Linked DNA regions of Oryctolagus cuniculus: region 2 is linked to region 1. The links are chromatin contacts, called in public Micro-C maps. All regions are on one chromosome and are shown on one strand. Each heading gives the region's core, a stretch centred on a gene start, on an enhancer-like site or on the middle of the called end of the contact. The rest is flanking DNA. Distances are from core to core; before and after follow the strand shown. Region 1 overlaps SIPA1L3 (signal induced proliferation associated 1 like 3). Region 2 holds the start of WDR87 (WD repeat domain 87).

Region 1 (5,866 bases), core at 2,722-5,221:
ATTTTTCAGAATTGAGTTGTGTAAGGCTGAAATGCGTGATATCTGGGCTTTGCTTTAAAGTACGCAGCAAGAAGAACAAGGAAGGAGCTATAGATTAAGCTCATGGGGCAGACTCTTGACAGTTGATTTGGGGTTTGGGTGCATGGGAGTTCATTATAGTTTTTTCCCTACTTTTTTTTTTTTTTTTTAGAACATTAACAAAACAATCCTCTACACACGCACACACACACACACACACACAGAGCCTAGCCAGGGCAGTGACGGATCCATGACCACCTTGGAGCCCTCTGTTCGCCTGGTCCTCTCCAAGAATCCCCTCTGTGCAGAGACCCCTTTGGCTCAGCAGCTGGGGGGATCATGGTCTCTGGGCCAGAGCGGTGATTACTCCTCTTTCCCACCCTGCAGTGGAGACCAGAATCCCTAGTGATTAATTCCTGGGATCTCTCTCGCTGGCGGGTCTGGTTTTAACATGAGGTGGAGGGAGCTGCAAGCTGCTTTTCTCCAAGGATCAGTGTGATGATGTGTAAAAACGTAAGTGGCTGATTCTCCACAATGACTAATGGTGAGTCCAGGCCCACTAATCCTCTAAACACACAAGCAGCCCTTGCCCCACCTTAAACAAGCGTGCACCCCAGCCTTTTCTCCGGCTTCCCATGTGCAGAGGTGTGGCCTGTGAGTTTTCCACATGCTCTCCAGTCCACTGCCCTGTTCAGGTTAGGGAGAGACCTTCACATCTCATCTGGGGCTGGGTGGGTTGCAGTCAGTGAAGGGTGGTCCACCCAGGCATTGATTCCTGGTCTTTCCAGAAAGGTCATCATTTAAGAATGATTCTTGCACAGCTCAGCAGGAGACCCACGTGTGCCTGTGGTCAGTTGCAGCTTCCGGCTGTCTGCTTTTGCTGAGTTCTGGCAACTTTTCATTTCCTTTAGGAAACAGAGTGAGTCTGGAGAGAAGTATGAATAATCATGATGACACACCTGGCAGTAAGGACCCAAGGACCCTTGGAACCTGGCCTTGAAGCTCATGGTGTCCTTATGGCAAGGTCATAGACAGCATGAACCAGGGGGAAAAGGGCACCTAGAAGTAGATGTCCTGGGTTCAAAACCCAGTATCCCCACTTAATGACCATGTGACCTTGGGAAGTCCCTTAACTTCTCCGTGCCTCAGTTTCCCCACCTGTGAAATGATGATAGCACCTACTTCATAGGCCTGTGAGGTTTAACTTAGGTACTTTTGTAAGGTTTTTATTTTTTAAACTGCCTCATCTATAGTAGTTGCTCCATTAATATTGGCTGCAGCAATTACTGTTGCACTCTGCTGTCGTAATCATGCAGAGGTAGGATTCAGAACCCGTAGTTGGGGTGGGCATTGTAGCACAATGGGTTAGGCACTATTGGGATGCCCGCATTCTATGCTGGAGTGCCAGTTTGAGTCCCTGGCTACTCTTTCCAGTCCCGCGTCCTGCTGATGCACGTGGAAGGCAGTGGATAATAGCCCAAGTATTTGCGTTCCTGTCATCCATTTGTGAGACAGGTGGAGTTCATGGCTCCTAGCTTTGGCTCATTTAGGAAGTGAACCAGCAGATGGAAGATCTCTTTCTCTCTCCTGTCCCTCTCTTGTCACTCAGTCTTTCAAGTAAATAAGTAAATCTTAGAAAGAAAGAACCCTCAGTCTGTAAAAGCCATTCAGATGGAAGTAGAAATTAGAGGTGAGGGAGAGGGAAGCTCCTTCCCCCCCAACAGTTTGTGGCTGGGGAAACTGTCCTAATTTTACCATTTAAAAATAATGTTATTCAAAATCTCCTAAGAAAGCACAGGTGAAAAATGAAGGGGGAAAAATGTCCCTCCCCACTTCTCTGTACACATAGTCACACTGGGCAAAAAAAAAAAAAAAAAAAAAAAAAAAAAAAAAAAAAACTGAAAGGAAATGAGCGTATCTCCTTTTGTATGAAAGATTATAGACAACTTTATATTCTTTACGCATTTCTTTATTTTCCAGGTTTAGATAAACATGTGAGTGTGTGTGTGTACATGTGTGTGTGTATAAGATTACAAAATGTACATGGAAGGTGCAATCAAAAGACAAGCTTATTTTGCTGCAAATATTTTTTTAAAAATTCATACATAGTTTCTTCCTGATATACGTTTTCCATGAACTTTTTCAGGGGTCCTCATATGTGCATATACCACTTTCATCAGCAAGAGAAGTGTGTCAGAAGACACCACGGGAGCTGTGGCTCAGAGGAATTTCTGTAGAATTCTTCTGGAATACAGCTTTTTGGTGTTTGTTTGAATTTTTAAATTTATTTATTTAAGAGACAAAGGGAGCCGTCTCCGCTGGTTCACTCCCCAAATGCCCACAATGACTGGGGCTGGTTCAAGCCAAAGCTGGGAGCAGGCAGCTCAGTCTTAGTCTGGACATGGGTGGCTAGGACCCTAACCACTTGAGCCATCACCTGCTGTCTCCTAGGGTACATATTAGCAGGAAACCAGAACCTTGAAGCAGAGCCAGGACTCAAACCCAAGCACTCTGACAGGGATGTAGGTTCCCAAGAGTCATCTTAACTGCTAGGCCAAATGCCTGCCCCTGATTGATTTATTTTTTTTTTATTTATTTTTTTTTTTTTAAGATTTATTTACTTAAAAGACAGAATTGGGGAGGGAGGGAGAGATCTTCCATCCACTAGTTCACTCCCCAAATGGCCACAACAGCTAGGGGTGGACTAGGCCAAAGCCAGGAGTCTCCATCTCTGCCTCCGAGTCTCCCACATGGGTGGCAAGGGCCCACCTACTTGGAGCATCTTACGCTGCTTCCCCAGAGAGCTGGATCAGAAGTGGAGCAGCTGGGACTTGAACAAGCACTCAGATGGGATGCCAGTGTCATGTTCAGTGGCTTATCCTGCTGTGCCATGTCTGCCCCCTTGATGCTGTGTTTTTTGAAGAATTTGAAGTTTACTGTGTATGGGTGAAATAGTCATTTTTCCATTTGATGGTTGTTTATAGCCCTTGCCTATATTTCCACTAAACCAAGGGATTTCATGTTTAAAATAGCATGATATGGATGGGTGTTTGCCCTAGTGGTTAACATGCAAGTTGGGATGCCCACATCCTGTATCAGAGCGCCTGGGTTTGAATCCCAGTTCTGCTCTCTGTTCCAGCTTCCTGCTCATTCAGACCCTGAGAGACAGCAGATGATGGCTCAAGTGGTTGTGTCCCTGCTACCCATGTAGGAGACCTGGACTGAGTTTCCAGCTCCTGGTTTTGGCCTGGACTGGCCTGACCATTGTGGGTATTTGGTGGAATGAACTGGAGGATCATGGCTGTCTCTGTCTTTCTCTGCCTCTCAAATAAACAAACATATTTTTAAAAAAATAGTGTGACATCTCAGATGTTGGGCACTCTCAGCTCACTGTCCTTTACTTATCAGAACTTGTATATTGAAGTTGGAGTTATGAATAACAATAAAATTGAGACCAGAGCAGTTTATTTGTTCAATAAGCATCAATTAGAGAACTATTCTGGGCCCACCACCCATGAACAAGGCAGACAGTCCCTCCTGCCCGGAGCCCGCAGACAGGGAGAGCGCCCAAGAAACATACAGCCACATGGGTGGGTGCTGCGTTCTGAACGGAAGCACAGAGGAGTCACAGAGACTCCTCAGATAAATAGTGCTTAACTATCATGTTCTGGGTACAAATGGAAAAAATGATTTCTGTGTGCATCTCTGGCTCAGCCTCGCCTCTGAAAGTTTCCAGCTGTGGGCAGCGTCCTCCAGATGGGCGTTGCCATGGAGGCATCTTCTACTTCTCACTTCCTGACTGAGTTTATTTCCGAGTTTCCCAAACTGGTGCCAGTTCCCAGCTGTAAATACAGACGTGGCGGGGTCACTCTTTCCTGCTGTCTTGTAGCTGCTCAGAGAGCGGATGTGGCTGGAGTCCAGCCCGGGAGCCGCCTCCTGACGGAGGAGTGGTGAGACCTGCTGTGTTGTGGTTCCCCTCCCGTCCAGGCTCTGGGTCCTTTTGTCCTTCCTGGGGACTGTGCCAGCATGCCCCAGCCTGTGTTTTGAAACTTTAGACCCCAGCTTGTATTTGATGAAGAAATGAGACTTCCTCCACCACCCAGCTAGGGAGAAGTTAAGTCAAGCCTCTTTCATGCAGACCCCCCACCGAGGCCCCATTTGCGGCCCTTCTGACTGAAGCTGAAAAAGGACTTGCTGACCTGAACAAAGGCACTGCAAACAAGATGGGGAAGAGGAGGATCACTGCCTACTGGGACTGAAACTTTTCAGCTACCCTTTAATGCTTTAGAATAACACAGTTGTGCATTGCTCAAGGACAGGGACAGCATGTGAGAGATGGCGTTGCCAGATGATTTCGTCATTGTGAACAGCAGAGTGAACTTACACAAACCAAGACAGCTGATACCACTAGGTGATATCCTATAGGACCGTTGTTGTAGATGCTGTCAGTGGTTGACTAAGAGAGTGTTATGTGGCGTGAGACTGAATTTACTGTGTAGTAGGAAGTCTTCAAATCATTTAAAAGAAATTTTTTTTTTTTTTGAGAGACTGATATCGCCCATCTGTTGTTTCATTCCCCAAATGCTGGCAATAGCTGGGAGCTAGGAAGTCAGTCCAGGTCTTCCCTGTGGGTAACAGGTACCCAATCACCTAAGCCATCACCTGCTGCCTCTCAGCGCGTGCATTTCCGGGAACTTTGATATGGGATGTGGGTGGCACATCTAGTCTGCCCCCCCCCCTTTTTTTTTTTTTTTTTTTGACAGAGTGGACAGTGAGAGAGAGACAGAGAAAAAGGTCTTCCTTTGCCGTTGGTTCACCCTCCAATGGCCGCCACGGCTGGCACACTGCACTGATCCGAAGCCAGGAGACAGGTGCTTTTCCTGGTCTTCCCATGTGGGTGCAGGGCCCAAGCACTTGGGCCATCCTCCACTGCACTCCCGGGCCACAGCAGAGAGCTGGCCTGGAAGAGGGGCAACCGGGACAGAATCCGGCACCCCGACTGGGACTAGAACCCGGTGTGCCGGCGCCCCAAGGTGGAGGATTAGCCTAGTGAGCCGCGGCACCGGCCTCCTGCCCTTTTAAAATAAATAAATAGGCCAGCGCCACACTCACTAGGCTAATCCTCCGCCTTGGGGTGCCGGCACACCAGGTTCTAGTCCCAGTCGGGGTGCCGGATTCTGTCCCGGTTGCCCCTCTTCCAGGCCAGCTCTCTGCTGTGGCCCGGGAGTGCAGTGGAGGATGGCCCAAGTGCTTGGGCCCTGCACCCACATGGGAAGACCAGGAAAAGCACCTGTCTCCTGGCTTCAGATCAGCGCGATGCGCCGGCTGTAGTGCGCTGGCCGCGGCGGCCATTGGAGGGTGAACCAACGGCAAAAGAAGACCTTTTTCTCTGTCTCTCTCACTGTCCACTCTGCCTGTCAAAAAAATAAATAAATAAAATAAATAGATAAATAAGCTGGCACATATCCTCCTTTTTTATGTTTATTATTATTTTTTAATCTGCTTGAAAGAAATCCATCCTCCATCCACTGGTTCACTCTCCAAATGCCCACAAAAGCCAGAGTTGGGCAGGCAGAAGCTAGGAGCGTGGGTGGCAAGGGCCAAGCACTTGAACTGGCATACACTGCCTTCTGGGGTGCATTAGCAGGCAGCTGAATCAGAAGTTGAGCTGGGACTCCAGTTGGCACTCTGACATGGAATGCAGGCATGCCAAGAGGCAGTGTCATCTGCTGCACCACATGCCCACCCCTAAATAATTTTTAACAACCCAATCAGTGTTTGTAACTATCCCCATTTTACAATTGCAGAAACCTTGGCAGGGGCAAGTTAAGTCAATGACCAAATTTTC
Region 2 (6,109 bases), core at 2,962-5,461, 74 kb before region 1:
ATGTTGAGGTAGGGTCCTGCAAGGATTGTACAGCCTTGCAGATGGGGTCACACTTGGGGACAGCGGTAGAGAAAGTCCTGCAGGCATCAGGAGGGCCCAGTTAGTTGACCGTAAAGTCAGATGGGCACTTTATCCTACCCTGTTCTCTGAATGACATTATTAAGGCACCCAAGTTTGTCCCCAGTTTTACTCTGGCCTTCAGGTGGCTTCATAGCTAGGCCTGGGACTAGAACATTTAGCTTTCTTTATGGAAAGAAACAATTTTCCAGGGTGACAAATATACACGAACAGGGTGGGTTAGTTTCTGTTCGGTAGAAGTTACTCAGAATCCCTGGGAATGATGCTGACACCTGTGGGGAGCAATCCGGACTGGACTGAGTTACTGGAATTAAGACTTATTCTATGCATCTGCTCTCCCACAATATGGCGCTGGGAGAGAAGTAAACAGCTTCCGCACAGCTGCCTCCAGTTCAAGCAATAAACTGTAGGACTCGCTACTGATTGGAGGAGAGCAGCGTACTCGGCGTGTGGGCAGCCGAGTTGGGATTGGTGGAGGAGGACTATAAAGGAGGAGAGAGACGGCATGCACCAGGAACATCTATGGGGAACATCTGAGGGAACACCCGTGCAGCCCCCGAGAAAGCCGGCCGGCGGTGTGCCACTCCCCTGCGGAAGTGGGGAATGTGGCCAGGGGGAACTGCCCTTCCACGGAGGTGGAAGGGATAGTAGCCAACCCGGGAAGAACCAGCAGCAAACCCGGGGAGGGCCGAGCAGACGAAAGAACAGCGCAGGGTCCTGTGTCGTTCCTCCGCGAAGAGGGGGAGCGACATAATGGTGCCGTGACTCGGATATGAAGCCTAGGCAGGGTTCAGTGTTGCTCCTCCACGAAGAGGGGGAGCGACAGACACCCACAACTGATTATGTCGTCAAGTGGCATTTTCCAGATGTTCTTTAATTCTTACAAGGATTCTATGACTTAGCTATTATCCCTCTCCCTTAATCAAACAACTTTTTTTTTTTAAATGAGCAATGTAAAACTATTCAAAACATAGTGAGTGACATGTAAGGAAAAGAATGTCACCTTTTCACATCAGGCCTCCTGTCTCCCATTCACAGGTGTGACTCTGATTCTCTAAAAGTGTTCTGTACATATACAAGCATGTATATATATTTTTCATATACAAATTATATATACACTGTTCTGCATCTTTTCCTCTCAATATATCTTAAAGATCAGTTCAAATTAATACCTGTAGCTCTGCCTGCAGGGTATGCCACTGTGTGGCTGAACTGTCATTTATTTATCCAAATTTCTTTTCTTTTTTCTTTTTTTGACAGGCAGAGTGGACTGTGAGAGAAAGAGACAGAGAGAAAGGTCTTCCTTTTCTGTTGGTTCACCCCCTAATGGCCGCTGCGGCCAGCGCGCTGCGGCCGGTGCACAGTGCTGATCTGAAGCCAGGAGCCAGGTGCTTCTCCTGGTCTCCCATGCGGGTGCAGGGCCCAAGCACTTGGGCCATCCTCCATTACACTCCCTGGCCACAGCAGAGAGCTGGCCTGGAAGAGGAGCAACCGGGACAGAATCCGGCGCCCCGACCGGGACTAGAACCCGGGGTGCCGGCGCTGCAGGCAGAGGATTAGCCTAGTGAGCCGCGGCGCCGGCCCCAAATTTCTATTAATGGATATTGAAGAATTTTGCTACTACAACCAATGCCACAAGTGAATATCTCTATTAATGCTTCATTGAGTTTTAACAAGTTGTAAAACTGAAGTAATAAAAACATTTTTTCCATTAAATATAACTTGGATTATGCTAACTGACAAACTTACATGTTCCAGAACTCAACGACTTCTGAGAATAACTGACCATGCAGGGGACAGAGCCCTTGGTGGTGACTGAGACTACTCCAGCTCATAAAGCAAATTTATTTGATAAAATAGACCAGAGACTTTCGGACCAGGACAGGCAGAGCCTTTGCCCCTAGTAAGCAGGAAGCAGCTATAGAAGATATGATTTTATGCCCTTCAGCGTCTGTTAAGATTAAGGTCTGGAGTTTGGGGGGGGGGGGAGAATGATATAGGCAGGCAGATAGGATCAAATTGATTAGATTTGTGAGCTAGAAGACCACGCCCTCCACTATGTCCCCTGTGTGATCTCAGGCCCCTACCTGACCCTACCTATGCACACACCTGCCAGACTACATAACCACTCCCCTTTGGGGAGTGAATAAAAGGCCTGGCCCGTGGTGGGCCCTGCTCTTTTTGTTGTCCTTGTTGTGCACTCTTGTTGCCCCCTGGTTGCACCGCGCCTCTGGGCTCCAGCCCTGCCTCTGCTTCCTGTCTGCATGCTCGCTCCACGTGGCTCCTGGCTTGCTCTCTACCTGGTATGGACGCAACTGCAACTTAGCTTCTACACTTCTTTCTCCCCTAATTAAAGCCCTCACTTTCCAATGCATTTCTCTCACTGAATACAAATGCTTAACAACTTAAAAAAATAAATATAGCTTGGAATAATATTTTGGATGGATGAGTATTTGGGTTAAATAATCAAAATTAACTTCACCTGTTTTGTGTGTGTTTAAACGCTAAAGCTGCTCATGTGACTTGTATTTTTACCAGATAGCCTCTTCCAGCTCATTGCTGTCTAGTGGGGGCCTGATACCCTGCTGGACTGAGAACCTCCGAGCGTTAGGACCCCCCTCTGTTTAATTTCTCCTGTGTCTTTTTTTTTTATTATTTTTATTTATTTATTTTTTTTGACAGGCAGAGTGGACAGTGAGAGAGAGAGAGACAGAGAGAAAGGTCTTCCTTTGCCGTTGGTTCACCCTCCAATGGCTGCCGCGGCCAGCGCGATGCGACCGGCGCACCGCGCTGATCCGATGGCAGGAGCCAGGATCCAGGTGCTTTTCCTGGTCTCCCATGGGGTGCAGGGCCCAAGCACCTGGGCCATCCTCCACTGCACTCCCGGGCCACAGCAGAGGGCTGGCCTGGAAGAGGGGCAACCGGGACAGAATCCGGCGCCCCGACCGGGACTAGAACCCGGTGTGCCGGCGCCGCTAGGCGGAGGATTAGCCTAGTGAGCCGCGGCGCCGGCCTCTCCTGTGTCTTAATAATCACCCAACTTGGCATAGGCCAGGGACTTAATGCATGCTTGTTGAAAACGAGGGCAAAGGAATGACCTGCTGCCCCTCGCCCAGGAAGAGGGAATGTGTGCTTCACAGCTTCTTATTTCCTGGAAGACGTGGCCTGAAGCAGAAAGGGTACTGCCCAGAGAACCTTGCAGTTCCAGTCAGTTCCTCAGTAACCCTCATGGAGGAGGAATGGCAGTATCCATCAATTAAAAAAAAAAAAAAAAAAAGCTGGACACTTGTGTCCGCAGGTGGAATAAATCCGGATCCCCTTTCCTGGCTGTAGGTACTCAGCAAGCACTAGTTACCCTCCAAGTGTGTGATCAGCGAAGGAACGCCCTGCTCGTGGGATTCGGGCTCCCGGGGAAGCCGGAGCTCTGCCGTGGCCCCGGCAGGGCAAGGACGACCAGACCCGGCTCCCTTCACAGCCGGGGGGCGCCCCAGACCCGCGCGTGGGCCGGAGGGTGGGCGGGGCCGCGCCGTTTACCTGCGGCCGGATTCCCCGCAAGAGCCGGGCGCAGTGTGCGAGGCGGCACTCAGGAGCTCCTACGTGCAACAGACCTGGAGGGAGTGCCTGAGAGGCTACCTCGGGGATGCCGCGGAACGACTCCGAGAGAGCGGTTAGTCGCCCAACGCCGCGCTGGGCCGACTGACCAAGACGACGGGAGCGAGCGCGCGTGCGCGCCCGGCGCGAGACCCCGCCAAGCGCGCGCGAGCGTTCGAAAGAAAGGAAAAAAAAAAAAGCCTTTCCCGTGGGGGCCCGCGGAAATTTAGGCCGGAGTCGGCTGGCGAGCGCGCGTGCATGAACGCGCATCGACGCCCTCTGCCGCTCTTCTCCGCGGGGAATCGACCGCACTGCTCTGCTACCCCCGTCTCTCCCGAGGCTCTTGCTCTCGGGGTAACTAACTCACAGAGAGGAAGGGAGAAGGCCTACCTAAAGAAGGAAAGAGACGGAGAGGAAAAAGGAGAAACCACCCCGGTGGCGTGAGGAGCCAGGTTCCTGGACTGGAGCCTGCACAAGACACGCCCCCATTCCTCACGCCCCTCGGGGCTGCGGAAGTGCTCTGGAGCGGCAAGGAAGGCGACAGACTACCGTTCCCAGAAGGCGGTGCGGTGGTACGCCTACAACTCCCGGCAGCACTTGCGCACCAGGCGCTGTTCAATTCGCGGCCTCTGAGGGCGAAACTACAGTTCCCAGGAGGCTTCGCGCGAAGCGGCTTGGAAGTGGGCAGCCTGGAAGTCACTCGGGCCACCGGAGCTGGCGGCGTCTCCAGCGAGCAGCGCGGGGCCGGACGCCGCGGTTGTGAGGCCCGCAGGGCACGCAGCGGGGACGCCCAGGTATGTGGCTCCAGGTGCTGGAGCGGCCTCGCGAAAGGGTGGCGAGGAATAGGTGGCTGCTTGGACCCTGAGGGTCAGCGCGGGCGGGCGACCAGGCGGACGGCCGGGTGTGGGTACCGGGTGTTGGGGGGCGGCGGCGCCGGGATTCACGCCCTCCGGACCCGGCCGGACTAGTGCCCCTATGGCTCAACTTTCCAGACGTGCAACCTGGCGCCGCAGGGAAGAGCCTGGAGTCAGGGGGCGGTGGGTTCGCATCCCGGCTCTGCTGCTCGGGAGCTGCGACCGCGCTGAACCTCAGTTTTCCCTTTGCTAAAACGGGGAAGGAGAGTGATGGTCTTCTGCCTGGGATTCTGTTGAAATGTGGAGATCCGACAGAGCATATGGCACATACAAGGCACTTATTATGGGTTGGCTTTATTGTCAGCTCCCGGAGAAAGGGGGTGACGATACCGATTGCATAGGGTGGACGGTTAGGTGAGCCGTGTGTATTGTAAAGAGCCAAGTTCGTAGTTAGCACTCACTGCAGGGTAGCTGCCTGAGTCGACAGAGCTTTGGTTTGGGAGGCAGAGACCCAGTTCAAATTTAGGCTCTGGCATTTAGCAGCTGTGTGACCCTGCGCAGCTGACTGCACTTCTCTGTGCCTCGCTTTCTCTGCCTCTGTAACATAGGGGCTTTAAAATAGCAGCCACCGCAGCGTGCTCGGAGGATGTAGTGAGGAGACTACGTGTAAAGTGCTGAGCACAGCAGCGGGCATAATAGCGCTCAGCAAATGGTACAATTTATTCCGCGTTTTCCCGGCGCCCCGCAGACCCTCCGCGGGTGGAACGCTGGTTGGAGTCTTGGTGTCCCCAAAGGACCGGACTCAACTGGTCCCTTTGGCTTCCCCTCCTGCAGCCTGAAGTTCCTCATTTATAAAATGAGATAACGCATCACCCTCGGAAGGTTGTGGGATTTGCCGGGATTGTGTTCCTACTCCAGAGGCAGCTCTTCTGTAGGGGCATTGCGATCGTTCTGTGGTATTCTCCATCTGGCCCAGGCTCTGCCTGACCGTGGGCTGGGACGTGACAGCCCTGAGCTCCCCCACACGTTTGCTCCCAACCTCAGTGTCCCCATCTGTGAAATGGTAGTCGGAGGACTTGCATGCCAGCGTTGTTTGGATGATTCCAGGAGGTCGTTCTTGTTTAGCACTGAGCACGGGCCTGACACCGGGTAATTTTTGAAATGTTGTAAGTGTGCCTTTGTGTGATGGGCCTTTTTCTGCTTCTGTTTGCACCTACAGTGCCCAGTGGGGACAAGGTTAATGTTGCCCCCTCCCCCAATTCTTACTCATCACCAGTTAAATTTGGGAACAGTGGAAGGGCCCAAGGAGAGGAGATGCTGACCTGCTGTCAGCCCCCCACCCCCAGCCCCACGCCCCGTCCCTTCCACACCAGGATGTTCATTCATTGCAGTGCTGTCTCTGTCCCAGTGCTGCCAGTCCCTGTGTGTCTCAGCCACACCAGCCCCCTGGGTTCCATCTCGAGATGCGGAGACTGTACTTCCTCTGTGCCCTAGATGGCTATCCTTGGGGCACTGCACACTGAACATACCCAAGCTGAACTCCCCTCCGCCGCCACACCTAGTAGTCACCATCTTAGCAAGTGGGC

Evidence for each region. Hi-C and Micro-C count contacts between places; a contact is called where the count stands out from the background.
Region 2: a Micro-C map of ear pinna shows a contact between it and region 1, with 2.9 times the contacts expected there. The contact joins the promoter of WDR87 here to the enhancer-like site in region 1. A contact is called at or near these places in 3 of 6 Hi-C or Micro-C datasets (ear pinna, skin fibroblasts and an unstated tissue).

The regions. Positions count from the first base shown.
Region 1 is chr18:16,537,651-16,543,516 of mOryCun1.1, reverse strand. The region is part of intron 1 of SIPA1L3 (signal induced proliferation associated 1 like 3); the gene reads left to right. Among named protein-coding and RNA genes, the nearest start is that of SIPA1L3, 73 kb to the left of the region's middle. Within about 2 kb of position 3,971, at least 2 of the 8 cell types and tissues checked have an H3K27ac peak or open chromatin away from gene starts, as enhancers often do. A contact at or near this core is called in ear pinna, where this site is marked.
Region 2 is chr18:16,611,711-16,617,819 of mOryCun1.1, reverse strand. It overlaps WDR87 (WD repeat domain 87), which reads right to left and starts at 4,211. Exons shown (of 5, transcript XM_070062252.1): 1 at 3,613-4,211. The coding sequence starts at 3,939. It overlaps SIPA1L3 (signal induced proliferation associated 1 like 3), which reads left to right and starts at 4,231. Exons shown (of 22, transcript XM_008257242.4): 1 at 4,231-4,463.